3 separate regions of the Zea mays genome follow, and regions 2 and 3 are each linked to region 1. A link is a contact called in public Hi-C data. All regions are on one chromosome and are shown on one strand. The core of a region is the stretch at or near the end of the contact, and the rest is flanking DNA. Distances in the headings are between cores, read along the strand shown. Region 1 holds the start of LOC100282640 (protein BRE). Region 2 holds the start of LOC103626457 (thaumatin-like protein 1b). Region 3 holds the start of LOC542762 (calcium dependent protein kinase 1).

What was found. Hi-C and Micro-C count contacts between places; a contact is called where the count stands out from the background.
Region 2: a contact with region 1 is called in a Hi-C map of ear, with 5 times the contacts expected there. The contact joins the promoter of LOC103626457 here to the promoter of LOC100282640 in region 1. A contact is called at or near these places in 8 of 25 Hi-C or Micro-C datasets (bundle sheath, ear, endosperm and 3 more).
Region 3: a Hi-C map of bundle sheath shows a contact between it and region 1, with 4 times the contacts expected there. The contact joins the promoter of LOC542762 here to the promoter of LOC100282640 in region 1. A contact is called at or near these places in 3 of 25 Hi-C or Micro-C datasets (bundle sheath, ear and leaf).

What each region holds. Positions count from the first base shown.
Region 1 is chr5:63,062,924-63,065,623 of Zm-B73-REFERENCE-NAM-5.0, reverse strand. It overlaps LOC100282640 (protein BRE), which reads left to right and starts at 1,449. Exons shown (of 13, transcript NM_001155548.3): 1 at 1,449-1,712; 2 at 1,773-1,860; 3 at 1,933-2,113; 4 at 2,488-2,578. The coding sequence starts at 1,596.
Region 2 is chr5:63,375,749-63,378,448 of Zm-B73-REFERENCE-NAM-5.0, reverse strand. LOC103626457 (thaumatin-like protein 1b) reads right to left here and starts at 1,415. Exons shown (of 3, transcript XM_008646866.3): 1 at 603-1,415; 2 at 1-371. The coding sequence starts at 672. LOC100281085 (chaperone protein dnaJ 11) reads right to left here and starts at 2,457. Exons shown (of 1, transcript NM_001154004.2): 1 at 1,548-2,457. The coding sequence starts at 2,364. The coding sequence ends at 1,972.
Region 3 is chr5:62,669,995-62,672,694 of Zm-B73-REFERENCE-NAM-5.0, reverse strand. It overlaps LOC542762 (calcium dependent protein kinase 1), which reads right to left and starts at 1,427. Exons shown (of 11, transcript NM_001374293.1): 1 at 620-1,427. The coding sequence starts at 1,249.

The DNA of each region.
Region 1 (2,700 bases), core at 200-2,699:
TCTGAGTCGCATGTGCGGTTTTGCCCAAGGCACAGGCAGCCGTTGCTTTGTGTCAACACGGAAGTGCTAGCTTGACGTTTTACCGGCCATATCACCGTATGTCCGGTATGGCTATAAAGTTTTTAATAATGCTATAAAAATATCGTCTCAGTCTAAATACATTCTAGTGGTCTTAATAGTGTTTATGAATGTCCAGTACTCGATAGGCCCTCGAAAACACCTGGAACGGTTCACGAAAAATGGCGAAAACCTGAAAATTGGCCCGAGAACCGTGGGCACCAAAAATCTACAATAGAAAGTGGGTCAAAGAAAAACGACATGAGGTTCAGTTTCTAGATTGTTATGTTTGACACGTTGGAACAAACAAAAAGCATAGAAATCATAAATTCAAAATAGAAAAAAAAACTAATGATTTGAGCTCCTCACACGTATAGTAAATAAAGAACTCTTATGTGAGGAGAAACTAACTAAAAACATTATGTTTTATTAAAATAAAATTTATCATAGTACAAAATTAAAGAAATAAAAACTACATGATTCATATTCCATGTTCCAAGTTATAATTCGTTTAACTTTTTACCTAAATTTGACCGGCTCGTCTTATTCAAAAAAATTCATAATTTTTGTTATTTTTTGTTGTGATTTTGTTTAGCAAAAGCTTTGAAATTTTTTATTTTTTCGCAAAAAAATAATAGGACGAGCCAATCAAACATGGCAAAAAAGTCAAACAAATCATAATTTGGAATGGAGGGAGTAATAAATAAAAAAACAATATAGTTTATAATAAAAACTACATAATTTATATAACATAAATCAAAACTACATGATTTTCGAAGCAAAAAATTATATAATTCTTTTTTTTTGTTCTTTGAATTTTGGATTTTAGTTTTTTGTATTTCAAATGGTTGAAAAATCAGGTAGCATATGTGTGAACCAACCAAAATGTGTCATGTCGTTAAAAATAGATGATCGATACCAACCAGACCATCGGTACCAACCGGACCATCCGACGTATCGACGATACAAATCGATCGGTACTAGCTCTAACACGGTCGATATCAATCGAATTAGGAGGTTGATAGATCTATCAACCAACCCATCGTTTGAGTCGGTCTGGTTAATATCAATCAGCTCATAGACCATATAGGTAGACAATCTATACTATCCAGGGTTGAAACCAACCACAGACTCACTCGAATGTCACCCCGTATAGTTTTGTGGACCGAACGTAGAGAGATTTTGTATGGCATAATTTTTTATAGATAGTTAATAAAATATACTCTCTGTTTTTTTATTTGTCGTGTTTTAATTTAAAAATAAACTACGAGCAACAAATATTGAGAACGAATGTAGTATTAGAAAGCGCGGATAAGAAAAGATGGATACGGGAACTGCTATGGAGAGATATACTTGGATTGGATGGCATGGTACTCGAGTGAACTTCTTGGCGTGGCCAGTGTGGGTTTAATGGCAAATGGAGTATCATCCGGGCTCTATTTCTAAACCCAAGACTGATCAAGCGAACAAATCATTAATAAAAAGTTTGCTAGTGAGTCGAGAAGAGAGAGAGAGGCGTCCGGAATTCATCGCCAGCGATGTCTCCGTCCGCCGACGCCCCCGGCCCGGCCTCCTCCGCCTCGGCGCCCCCGCTCGCGCCCCTCATCGCCGCGCAGCTCAACTACCTCCTCTCGCACTCCAAGCTGCCCATTAGGGTACCCGCTCTGCCTCGCCTCGCGGCTCGCCGCTCCCTTTCTCACTTCGCTCGCTTGCAGGTGGTACAGATCTGGTCCGGCTGCCGCAACGGTCGCCCTGCCGATCGGTTCAGGCTCGCCATCCCCTTCTGCCTCGACTACGTCCACTGTAACGCACCCTCGCTCTCTCGCTCCAATGGTACTAGGGTTCGAAATCGTAGCTCAGATTCTGGTGCCGCAGGGGATTTCGTGTACAATGCGCTGTCTCCCAAGGTGGCACCAGACGTGGTGTTCGGTCCGGAGGATGAGAGGTTCCAGCCGCTGGTCGATTACGCTGCTGCTGGAAATGGCGATAAGAGCTGCTTGGCGCGTTGGGATTGCCGCGCCCCCGAGGGACTCCATGCGCTCGTACAGGAGCTTCGGTGAGGTTCTTCTTGCTTCACGAGTTGTCTATGCTTATGTTGTGATCTGGTTGGGGTGGTAGTAGTGCTATGTACTGACTGAGGATTGCAAACATGGGGAAAGTGGTTGACTGTGTAACTGTGTTTATGAATAGGGAGTACTGAGTAGGGATGAATGTTGGTGCCTTTGCTTTCCGCCAGAGCCAAGATTGAATGAATGCATGATCTGCCCACCCCTTTTTTAACTATAGTTTGTGTGGCAGGTTTGTGGTTTGGAAGATATTGATATCATGAGATGTTCTTGTTGGTTATGAAAGCACACTGAGATACCCATGTTGCTTTTGTCGTTAAGCTTTCTTTTGATAACTGTTTAATTCTAATTTTGACTGCTGCAGAGAATTGTACATTGAATACCAAAAGGAGCGGGTTCACATGGTGGATGACGCGAGACTAGCGTTTGAACTAAGCACAGTTCTCTCTAAGGAGGTAATGGCTTAACGCACTTCCTCAGTTGCCCATCTGGTGACAATGTGACATTGAGGTATTAGATTGGTATGCCATACGTGCAGATGTATGGTCTAGATAAAAGCAGCTTTTATATGGTGCAG
Region 2 (2,700 bases), core at 166-2,665, 310 kb before region 1:
CGGCACGTTGAAGCCGTCCACGAGGCTGACGTCGTAGAAGTCGTCGTCGTCGTCGCCGGCGCCGGCTAGCGTGAGCTCGGCCAGCGTGGCCGGCGGCGTGGCCCCGCGGCCGGCGCACTCGACGGCGCCCGAGCCGCAGTCGGCGGTGGCGCACGCGAAGGTGGCGCCCGAGGCGGCAGGCGACGTGGCGCAGAGCGTGCGCGCCCAGACGCGGCCCGACCACGCCGCCGCTACGGTCACCGCGGCCGACCGCCCCGGGGCCAGCGCGAAGCCCGTGGTCGACGGCGCCGGCGCGCCGGCGTTGGAGAGGAGGCCCGGCCACACCGTGTAGCCGCAGCTGTTGGTGATAGTCAATGTCGCGGCGTCTGCTCCTGGTGATCGCAATGCTCTCGGTTATCAGTAACACATCGCGGTTTGTATACTCCGAGCTTCGTCAAGCAACAGGAGCTCAGACGCGTGAACATAAGCGCAAGAGAAAATTTTGGCCATTGGTTCCGGGAAGAAAACAACTCCATGTAATGTAACGCAAGGAACAAGTTCAAATGGAAGTGTTTTTTTTTAAGCATGCTGGATGGCTTGACTCTGACAAGTTCAGTGGTTACCTTGGACTTGGAGGAGTAATGCGAAGCAGCAGCAGCAGAGAAGAGGGAGGAGAAGGAGAGGTGCTCCCATGGAGGACGAGGGGATGAAGAAGAAGACAGGTACAGAATTTTAGCTCGTTGACGAGTCATGGCATGCATGGATGAGGTAACTGAGATATTAACTAGAGCAGAGCATCTGATCCCCATCAGCAGGGAGCAGCATGTTAGTATTATACAAATCCAATGCAGGTCCACGCATTTCGGTTTTAGACCGGCCATGCCATCCATGCCAACCTTACCTAAAAATTTACAGGAAAATAAGTCTTAAAAAAACATCACAAAATTAATTTACTCATATTTCTTCTATATCATAAGTATTAATTACCCTAGCCATGTTTCGTTGAAATTGAGTTTGCTTAGCTTCTCAAAGATCCTTGTCAACTTGTCATCGTCAGCACGTTCACTCATCACTGCTTGTTTGGTCACTGGAAACGTGTCTTATATGTCCAAGACACCCTCCACACACATATGCACTGTTTAGAAGTGAAGTATTTTTACAGTTTCTAGACAATACCATAGTTTTTAGCAATATCGTAGTGTTTTGTTGCAATCCTGAAAGCTATGTTTTCAAAACCATGGTATTATAGATACCATCGTATTTTTGGAGTATTAAAAACTCTAGTCCAACCTAAAGTTTTAAAGCATGACTAGCTTTTGTTTAACCATAGTTTACAATGTTATATTCAAACAATATTTCTTAAAACCATGGTATTTTTTGGAACTGCCAATACTACGGTATTATCATAACAATTGTAAAGTATAATATTGTAAAACTATGATTTTGAGAAACATTATTGCTAAACAAGTCCTAACAAGCGAGTTATTTTATGAATTCGTCGAAACAACAACATAGATATATGTATAAATATCAATATAATCACATATATTTATACTCTTCATTGTAAATTATAAGACGCTAGATACAATGTTTTAATTATATACACGATATATAAACATATACTAGTAAACATAATATGTTAATAAAAAGATAAAAATATTTTACAATTTAGAGTGGAAGGAGTAGCAGCAGTGCAAAAGAGATGTTAAAAATGTCTCTTCGTGCAGCTCTATGATCCCAAGACAAGATGGCCTACAACAATATCCAGCGCCAGGTCTGGCGCGAAAGGCCTACGAAGCCTGCAGCCCATAAAGTCCACGATCCCAACTCATGTGGGCTGCCAGGATCGCGGTCCGTTTTTCATGTGGGCTGTCTTCAATATGGGCCCCATGGTCGCAACTGGCCCTGGGAACGGACCAGACCACCGAGCGCGCTCCGGCGACTCCACTCCACCGCCGGCGCAGCTACGTCTACGTGGCTGCTGCTACGGTGCTACCAGCACTGGTCCGTCTCCCACCTTCGCGGCCGGAACCCCGCCCCGGACCCCGACGGCGCCGCCCTGATCCGGCTCCGGACCGCCGCGGCGCGGTCGTAGCGCGCGCGCTCGTCGGGGTCCGCGAGCGTGGCGTACGCGGCGTGCAGGCGGATGAACCCCTCGTCGCCGCGGCCGCCGCAGTCCGGGTGCACCTCCCTCGCCAGGCGCCGGTACGCCGCCTTGATCTCGCACCGGCTCGCGCCGGCCCCGACCCCGAGCACCTCGTAGTGCGTCCTCGCCGTCGCCGTCGCCGGAGTCGCAACCGCGGACGCGCGGCGGGCCACGCACCGGCCGCCGCGCCGCGCCCCGCAGCTCGGGAGCCCCGCCGTCGACGCGAGCGACGGAGCCATTGCTTCCTTTATCGTCTGTTCGTCCTCGGCCTCGCCTGCCGTGCGTGCGCGTGCGTGTGGCCGGTGTTCTTGGTTTCTTGGAGTGTGTCTTCGGGGGCTACGGTGCCGGACTCCGATGTGCGCCGTGGGATTTATAGGGCGGTGGCGACGAGGGGCCTGTGGGCTGTGGTGGTGCTTACGCGTCCACCTCTGAACTGATCTTATCCGCGGGAGGATGGAGATGGAGACGGAGATTCTCTCACTCTGCTGACTCATCTCCACCAGTGTGCCTGATGACTGCCTGCTTCGGCACCTGTTGCTTTCGCCATTGGACCCGGCAGCTGCCATCATTGCGGT
Region 3 (2,700 bases), core at 178-2,677, 390 kb after region 1:
CTGTACTATTCGAGATCCCAAAGTTCCTACATGCATTCTCTCACCATTGATCCCAATAAATAAGATTATCATGATTTCCAGCATCAACTGAACATGTACCCAGTATCACAACCAAGAAACTGTGATAATTTATTATGCTCAGTTGTCAGTTTAACTATCTAGCAGGGCAACTGCAGACATGTTAACGGGACTGAACAATGGAACAGTAAAAAACTTAAGCTTTCATGGCACAGACCTACTGTCTGAAAACCAAGAACCGTAGAACCACAACAAAAAAAGATGAGAATATATCGCGCTAGAGAACATATCGCTAAAATACAACTAGTCAAGTACCATGCAAGATCCTGAAATTCCATATCTTACTTCCTACAACAAGTCACCAATGCCAAACAACTTAAGAGCAAAACTCCAAAATTGGAATGGGAAATCCATAAAGTATCCTTCAGTTCGCAAAATTCGGACCATTTAACCACCTAAGTTTCGGTTAGTGGCGCAGAATTGGCGTGAACCCATACCGGTTACCTACCTGGACAGCAAGAGCTACTATTTGAAATTTCCCATATGTGGAATTTGACATGAGGAGCATACCCCTCTCCCTAGAGCCATGATCCCCTCTCACCTTAGCTTTGGAGATGATCTTGACAGCGACAGTATGGCCCTTGTGCTCGCCCTTCTTGACGACGGCGGAGCAGGTGTGGCCAAAGTGGCCCCTCCCGACCTCCTTCCCGAGATCGTACTTGGCCCCAAAGTTCTTGGCGAAGCCGAACGTTTTGTCCAACGGGCGGTCGGCCTCGGCGGAATCGGCGGCACCAACGGCCGCGCCGGCGCCGGCCCCGGCCCCGGCCCCCGCGCCGCCCTCCTCCGGTATGGTGCCCTCCTTGGGCTTGCCCCCGCCGAGGCGCTTGGCGAGCGTGGCCTTGATGTGCTTGGCGGGCGAGGGCGGCGGGAAGGGCCGCTTGAAGAACCTCCGGGGCGTGGACCGGGCCGGCGACGGCGACACGCCCGCGGGGAGCGGGCTGGCGCCGCCGGCCGGGTACGGACTAGGCCAGGCGGCGGCGCCGGGCGTCGCCGCCTGGTGGTGGTGCACCGGCGTGGTGGATCCGGACTTGTGGCGCCTGGGCGTGGCGGGCAGCGGCGCGCCGTTGGCCGGCAGCGGGGATGGCGGCGCGACCGACCCCGCCCCCGAGGGGTCGGCGTCGTGGTCCGCCCGCGAGGACGCGCCGCGCGCCTTCCCGTAGCACTGCCCCATCGCGGCCCGGCGCGGCGGGCGGGCGAGACCGGAGGCGGCGCCCGGGCCGCTAGGGTTAGGGTTTGGGTTCCGGCCCTCCGCGCCGCCGCGGGTGGGGATCGCGAGGCGGGGCAGGGCGGGTCGTTGCCTCGTTGGGAATGAAAGGGGAAGGAGAAGAAGCAGGGGCCAGGGGGGCGCGAGACAGGAGGAGGAGGGAGGGAGCGAGAGGTGGCGTCCGTTATTTCTCTCTCCTCCCCCTCCCTCGGTTACAGCGCGGCAGCTAGCTGGGGCGGGGTCGAGTCCTCGGGAGGCGACCGTGAATCCACCCACTCCCCGAGGGGCAGTACGCAAAAGAGTCTTCTCTGCGCGTACAGTACATACGGCGAAAGCCCGCCTCGCCCTCCCTCCTTTTCCACCCGAAAAACGCCTTTCTGACCGGGCCGGGCGTCCCCGCGCGGCGCAGGCCCACCTGCCATCCACTCACCCCCACCTGCCCGGCACCGGCTGGCGCCACACGGCACGGCATCCGTGCGTGGGGAACCAGCGCGGGGTGACGTCAGATTGGAGGTGTTATTATCGCAATAAATGCACGAGGCGAGGCGAGGCGAAGTGGTCGGCGGTTTTGGCCGTGCCACGCTGATGGTGGCCGGTGGGGGTGGTTCGGTTTGGCCGGCCGGGGGGACGGGGAGGTCCCGGCTCCCTCCTCCAGACACACGGCGGCGGCGGGTGGGGCGGGGGCAGGTGGCGCCTCCGCTGTTGCCGGCGCCCTTAATCCGCTCGCGCTTTTGCCAGCAGGAGAAGAGCAGTTGGAGTTTGCTAAGGTCCTGTTCGGTTGTTCCGGATTGGAACCCCGGATTAATTCCTAGCCGGATTACTTCTCTAATTTATATAGATTTTGATGAGCTGGAATGAATCCTGGCTTATTCCGTATAACCGAACAGGCCCTAATCTGGCTCTTGGTTGGGCCATTACCGCCTTCCTAGTTTTACGGGCGAGATTCTGTTTCGGGCTTGTTGCTGTTCATAAAAGCAATTATTTTTATTACTCGCGAAAAATAACAATCCTTTTTTTTTTGGTACATGCTGAAATGCCATTTTTTTTCCTTTTTTGGCCATGATCTGCACTGGTGCTCTTGGCTGTTTGGTCACAGATAACTGGAGACAGGGACGTCTCTTAGTGTCTCCTCTCGTCCCTTTAATTTTGAGAGATAATTAGAGATAACACTGAGATAGTCATGTTTCAAACATTGACTCTAAATCAAACAACTTTAATTAAAGGATCGTTGTCATCTCGTTGTGTGGTTACAACCAAACGTGTACATCCTAGATCGGAAATCGGGACCGATTCGCTCTCTGGGTTTGACCGTTCTGCTCATAGGACGCTACGTTCGCGGCTAGTCTTCTGTCTACCACTGACGAAGAACAAGAACGAGAACAACAAACCTTTACTGTACTTTTCTCATGATTGGAACT